Linked DNA regions of Anser cygnoides: region 2 is linked to region 1. The links are chromatin contacts, called in public Hi-C maps. All regions are on one chromosome and are shown on one strand. Each heading gives the region's core, a stretch centred on a gene start, on an enhancer-like site or on the middle of the called end of the contact. The rest is flanking DNA. Distances are from core to core; before and after follow the strand shown. Region 1 holds the start of SSU72 (SSU72 homolog, RNA polymerase II CTD phosphatase). Region 2 holds the start of LOC106044628 (cyclin-dependent kinase 11B).

Region 1 (2,907 bases), core at 277-2,776:
GAATGTATCACCTGCTGTGGTCACAGCAAATTATAAAATTTCTGTCTGGGCATATGTAGATGAAACATAAGAGGACGTGTATATATATGTGTGCCTGAGACTCCTCAGAACTGTAGAAGAACTAAATATAAATCATTAAGAGCCCCTGGCTGTGTAATGGAATTCATGGCGGTTGTGGGTAATATATCAGCACACTGAAGTTGAAGAATGTCTTGTAGATTCTGCTTTTAGAAGATGAAAATGCAGCATGAAATGCAGATTTGCACCAGTGAAATTCCTTCTAAACTAGAACAGATTTCCAGAGAGGAAGACAGATGCACAAATGGAAATGAATTTCCTGGTAAGAGTTGTGTGATGTGTCAAAAACCAGTAGGTGCTGAGTGCTGAGCCTATTCCCTGCCTGCCTTCCAAGTGGTCCTGCTGGGGTCAAAGCTACCACAGCCATCCTCCTGCTGCTTCTACATTCAAGGGCTCGTCACAAAAGGGTGAGCGGCTCACAGCTTTGCTGTTGGGATGAGTGTCCTAATGAGTTGGTTGTTGTACGTAAACAAAATTTTGTTGTATAGGCATTTTTGATCAAAAGTATGATCCCTCTTAACAGAGGCGGGAGAGGCTGGTAAATGACAGGGCTCAAGCGCTGACACATGAATTTCCCCTTGGTGTCCTCATCACATGAAGGGTGCCTTGGCTCACGAAGGTGACACTTTTCCCTGATCTTTTTAGTTTGGAAAGGCTGAACCGCGGTCTGGGAGTTTTGGGAAGACCAGAGTTTTCATTGTGGTGTGGTGCAGGCCTTGGGCAGTGATGGAGTCAGTCAGTATAGGAGCAGCTGTTACTATTTTTCCAAATTCTCTTGCATTCTTTTAAGAGAAAGATTTGAAGCTAAAGCTTGTATCGAGACCTTCCAAAAGCAATTTAGTCAGTGGATAAACTGTAGAGCTTTCTGGGCCTTTTGAGTAGGCTCCGGACATTTCATGTGCGGAATTTCACTTTTGTATGGAGGGCTGGAGGAGCAGGAAGCGAAGATGAGACACCTGATGAATTACAAACGAGGTCAGTTGATGTTATATGGCCACAACCTTATCCTAACCTTATTCCCTACCCTTATCTTAAAAAGTTCTTGAGAGCTTTTATCTTGGAGTCCGGTGTCAAGGAAATAAAGGCTCAGGCTCGGAACTTATCGGAAGCCGCGGCTCCTGATGTGAGCTACCTGCAGGAAGCGTAGCTCCCCACATTTGTGTACCACATAAAACTGGAATTAAAGAGAAGGAAAAAGGAGGGGCAGCAACCGAGGCGTTCCGTGTGGAACAGCGCCGGGAATCACGTCATTAACCCAAACGGAGCGCTGGGGGATCCCTCCCCGTCGCTCCCTACTCCCAGTCCCCGCGGTTTGAGTGGAAATTGCGTGCGTTAAACAAGGGGCCGAGTCCTCCACATCGCGCTTTCCCCTCCTCCGTGCCCGGCGCTGCCCTGCCCTCCTCGCCGTGGCAGGCGCCGGCCCCACCCGGCGACACGCACGGGCCCCGCCCCCCGCCGCGCCGCGGCCGCCATTTTGTGCGAGGAGCCGCCGCCGGGGCCGGGCCGGGCCGGGCCGCGCATCGCCGCCATGCCGTCCTCGCCGCTCCGCGTGGCCGTCGTGTGCTCCAGCAACCAGAACCGCAGCATGGAGGCGCACAACATCCTCAGGTAACCGGGGCCTGCCCGCCCGCCCGCCTCCTTCCCCGCGGGCCCGGGGCCGAGGGGCCTGCACCGGTCGGCGCACAACGGAGCTCCGCGTCCAGCGCTGCGAAACGCGGCCGACAGCCCCCGGGGCTCGGCGTTTTAACGCCCAGCTGCCTCTTTTTAACGTCGTTTTATTTTTTAAATAACGAGCGTGAAGATTGGAGCCGCTGTAGGCACTGACAGGGAGCGCTTTCCCTTTGCAGGAACACCGGGTGAAGTATTTGGCTAAATGGTGCTTGGTTCAGAGCGTGAAGCGATGCTGAGGCTGTGAGGGTCCCTTTCTTCAGCCCTGCAAGTGCTTCCAGTTTGGCTAAAGGCAGAAGGGGAGATGGGAGAGGGAGGCGGTGACACGGGTGGACAGGCAGGAGGGACCTGATCTGCCGGGAACCGTGGGCCTGAACCCTCCCTGAGCACCGTGATAAAGTCTTCTTTTTCGGTTAAAACTAGGCAAAGTCAGCATCTACACGAGATGAGGCACATCACTAGCACAGCGAGTCAAACAACGAAGTGTAAATTGCGCTTTACATTTTAACTAAAACAGGGAAAAAAGACGTGAAAGGGCTAAATAATAGGAACATCTGGTCTGGCAGCCATCTTACTGTAAGCATCTGATGCAGCAAATGCTTAAACTTGGCGTCAGATGTTACCTGAGGCGCGCCTCCAAACACGATGGGACCAGTACGTGCTTTGAGCTGGGGTGGGGAAGGGCTGCTGCTTTTCTGTGGGTTTTCTGCTAGTTATAACGCTGGAACTGAGCGGTAACCAAAACCGGAGCGCTTGGGGTGGGGATTAAATTTACTTCTAATATCCAGCCTTTTTCTTCCCCTCTGTTTTTGCAGAAGAAATAAATCACTTCCGTTGTGACTGATGTTCTTTTTGAAAGTTTCTTCTCCCTTAGGATTTTATTATAAAAAAAAAAAAGTAGTTATTTTGTAAAGGTTTGTAAGCAGCAGCATCTTATGTAATTTGGAATAGCATAGCTGGCAAAATAGAGCTGAACTGCTGATGCTGTTCCAAAGATATAACTAGTCTCTGCAAGGAGAATGATTGCTTGCCTGTAAGCTTCAGAAACAGTTTGCGTTGGATCAAAGCTAGTCCATTTTGCCAGGCTGTCCTGCTGTATGTGGCACTGCACTTTGGAAAAAAACAACATGTGACCAAAAGAGGAAAAACAGTCCGGAAGAA
Region 2 (3,334 bases), core at 296-2,795, 140 kb before region 1:
TTATATGTAGAGTTCTTGACCTTTATTTTTATTGGGACTACGTAAACCAGTCTTATTTACTGTCCACTTGTAAGACAGACCTTTTCTTTCCCCAGTCACATTAGTGACTCTTAGCAGTTCCTCCTGTTTGGTGAAAAGGACCATTTTTTTTCCATGTTGAGAATCTGTTACAGTGTTATGCCTGAGCTCTGCCTTTTAAATGCTTTCTCTGATGGCAGTCATACTGCCCAATTTCTTTTGGAAATTCCTCTCCAGTAACACTCTACGATCCTACTTGCATTTAGCACAGCCACATTCCTGAAAGTTGTGCACTAATCAAGACAAGCTCCATGACCAAGAGTTATATGGATTATTTGTTTTACGTTTGCCAAGTATGTTCTTGTAGCAACAGCACACCTTCCTTAATACGATGCTTTAAACTGTTGTGCAAGTGGTAGGAGATATTTTGTTATATCAGTCTTCAATTTCACACGTCATCTAATAAAACAAGAGGAGTTGACTACTTTGCACAGAAGCTCTTGGATTCTGGTCATTGTCTGGGTTAAAAGGCAGGCCTTTGAGATGTATAAACCTTCAACAACAGTTCTCTAATTAGCCTTCCTCTTGGAAACCACGGAAAACTTCAAGTTTCCAAGAACAAAAACATATCCACAAAGTAGTGGAAGAACATTTTTAGCCACTGCAGCAGAACATCTGTGCATCAGATTGGATACAGAGCTCTGTTTCTGGAATTCCATGCAACTCTCAGCATATACATACCTAATTAATTCAATATGACTGTAGGTAATGAGCAGGATTGCTGCAGGTTTTACAAACAGTAACATTAGGCTTGTATTATTTCAGCAATTACGTTCTGGGGAAGAGGATGTGTCACTTTTCAAAAACAAAGAAACAAGGTGAAATTCTGTTTCTTCAGGCCTCCACTGCTGAGCTAACGCAAGTGTTTGTTGCAGAACGTACACAGTGTGAGATGCTACCTGCAGTGGTTTATGGTCCTTAAATGACATTATTTCCTAGCTCAAAAGATGGACAATAAAGAAGTTGTATATAGTATTTCCTGAGATGTGATGTATTGTAATCTCTCTTTATGGTTAAGTTCCTTAACCATGTTAATGTAAGTGTTTCAAGTTCTAGCTGTGTATGGTCTTATGTGGGGAACTGGTTAGGAACTGCTCTTGTCACACTGGATTGCTGTAAATTCTCCTCGTATTAGTTCTGTTGCCGTTATGTGACTTAAGTAATCTTTGGAATCATGCCTTACTCGAAGGAACAATAAAATTCATTGTTTTGTGTGCTTTTTTTTAAATGTAATTCTAAGGACGGTCCTCAAGAATGATACACGCGCAGCCATTTACTAGGTATTTTTTAAAAAGCGTTAAGCGGGCTGGGTATTTATTTAAAAACTAAGTAGGTTGAGGGGGCTGAAGCGCTACGGGAAGCCGGCGCTTCGCCTGTTCCTTGGCGACCCGCGCTGCCCCGCAGCCCGGCGTCAAAATGGCGCCGCCAGCCCTTCCCCACGCGGCCCCTCGCGGCTCCCGTGTTCCCCCCTCCCGTGTGCGTCATCAGCCGGCCGCGGCGGGCGGAAGTGACGCGCTCGCGTGGCGCTGCTCGTCCCGGGGCCCGGCAGCGGCGGCGGTGAGCGGGGGGGGGGAGCTGAGGGGGTTGGGGGGGGGCCGGGGCCGGGGCCTGAGGGGCTCGGTAACGGAGCGGGGTTTTTGTGCTTTATTCGCAGGGGTTTGGGCTCTTAAACCCCAATGGGTGATGAAAAGGATTCTTGGAAAGTGAAAACTTTAGATGAGATTCTGCAGGAGAAGAAGCGGAGGAAGGAGCAGGAGGAGAAGGCAGAGATAAAGCGCATGAAGAACGTAAGCTGACAGGGGAGGGGGATCCTTGGTGATCCGGGGGGGGTCTCGGTGATCCGGGGGGATCCTCCGGGCTCGTACGCACGCTTCGTGTGTGATCTCTGCCCCCCCGTGCCAAAGCTTGACAGAAAACACCGTTTTCCTAGGATTTCATTTCATCTCTTATGTTATACGTGTCATTAATATCGTTATTTTATACAATAATTGCGTATAACGCTAATATATATTAATAATTATTATATTTCTTCATTTCGTGGTTGTTTGTTAGAAAAATTAAAAAAAAACCAACAATTAAATGGCAGTGGCACTTCGCCTAAAAGCCTTTTAAGAGGTTTTGTAGAAAAATGGAGTTAAATGTTCTCAAATAACTTTTACATTACTTTCTACAACTTTATACGGAGTATCTTTGCGTTAAAAAATAACACTAGTTAATATAACCGCTTAATAGTTGTTTGATCTTGTCTAATTACGTTGTGATTACAGCTGAACTGTTATAAATGTAATCTAGCTGTGTTTAGCTGCTTACACTACAAAAATCTCTCGTAAGTCAGCGTGCTGTACAGCTGGAGATTTTTCTTCCAAAAATGGAAGAGTTGAGTACTATTTTATTGTTCTTTGTGACATACAAATTACTTCCATTCTGTTTTTCCCCTTTCTTGTGTTTGTTTGGCAGTCGGATGATAGGGATTCGAAGCGGGATTCTCTTGAAGAGGGGGAGCTGAGAGATCACCGCATGGAAATAACGATCAGAAATTCACCTTACAGGAGGGAAGACTCCATGGAAGATAGGTAACGATGAGAGAACAGAGTTCTCGTCTTAGAACGTGTTGCTGAAATGAAATGGTGGAAGTGCTGAGGAGAGCATTTAAAAGTATCTTAATGGGAAAAAAATTAACTTTTTGAGGATGTTGATGTTCTATCTTATCTCCTGTTACCAGGAGATGCCCAGATATCTCTTTGAAGGGCTGATTCAGGCTTAACAGTGTAGTGTGGTCCAGTTTTGGTTGCTACCTGAAATATTTTGCTCAAGATGTCGTTAAAGGCATGCTGAGTTCTCTTCGATGCTTAATTCATCCTCAGTTTGCTTGTGTATTAAAAGTTGGTGTGTAACAATAGATTGACTTTTCATCCATATGACTATGATTTTCTGTAATTTACTGTTAATGCTTTGATTCGTGGGTATTATAGAAATTAATTAATAAAATAGGAAAAGAATGCTGTTTTTAAAATTAAGAGGAAATAACACAATTTGTTAGACAGTACATGTAACCTTCCTGAGCTGATTAATTTGCCTCATGTTGTAGAGGAGAAGAAGATGATTCTTTGGCTATAAAACCCCCCCAGCAAATGTCACGGAAAGAAAAAACCCATCATAGAAAAGATGAAAAGAGGAAAGAGAAGCGTAGACATCGTAGTCACTCAGCAGAAGGTGAGTGTTAATTAACGTGTTTGCCTGATGCTTCTTGTAGCTT

Evidence for each region. A called contact is a pair of places that touch in the nucleus more often than the background predicts.
Region 2: a contact with region 1 is called in a Hi-C map of liver, with 2.5 times the contacts expected there. The contact joins the promoter of LOC106044628 here to the promoter of SSU72 in region 1. A contact is called at or near these places in 4 of 7 Hi-C or Micro-C datasets (granulosa cells and liver).

The regions. Positions count from the first base shown.
Region 1 is chr23:6,062,687-6,065,593 of Taihu_goose_T2T_genome, reverse strand. It overlaps SSU72 (SSU72 homolog, RNA polymerase II CTD phosphatase), which reads left to right and starts at 1,526. Exons shown (of 5, transcript XM_048067551.2): 1 at 1,526-1,686. The coding sequence starts at 1,607.
Region 2 is chr23:6,198,819-6,202,152 of Taihu_goose_T2T_genome, reverse strand. It overlaps LOC106044628 (cyclin-dependent kinase 11B), which reads left to right and starts at 1,545. Exons shown (of 19, transcript XM_048067517.2): 1 at 1,545-1,635; 2 at 1,733-1,865; 3 at 2,536-2,651; 4 at 3,167-3,291. The coding sequence starts at 1,755. SLC35E2B (solute carrier family 35 member E2B) reads left to right here. Exons shown (of 11, transcript XM_066982232.1): 11 at 1-1,295.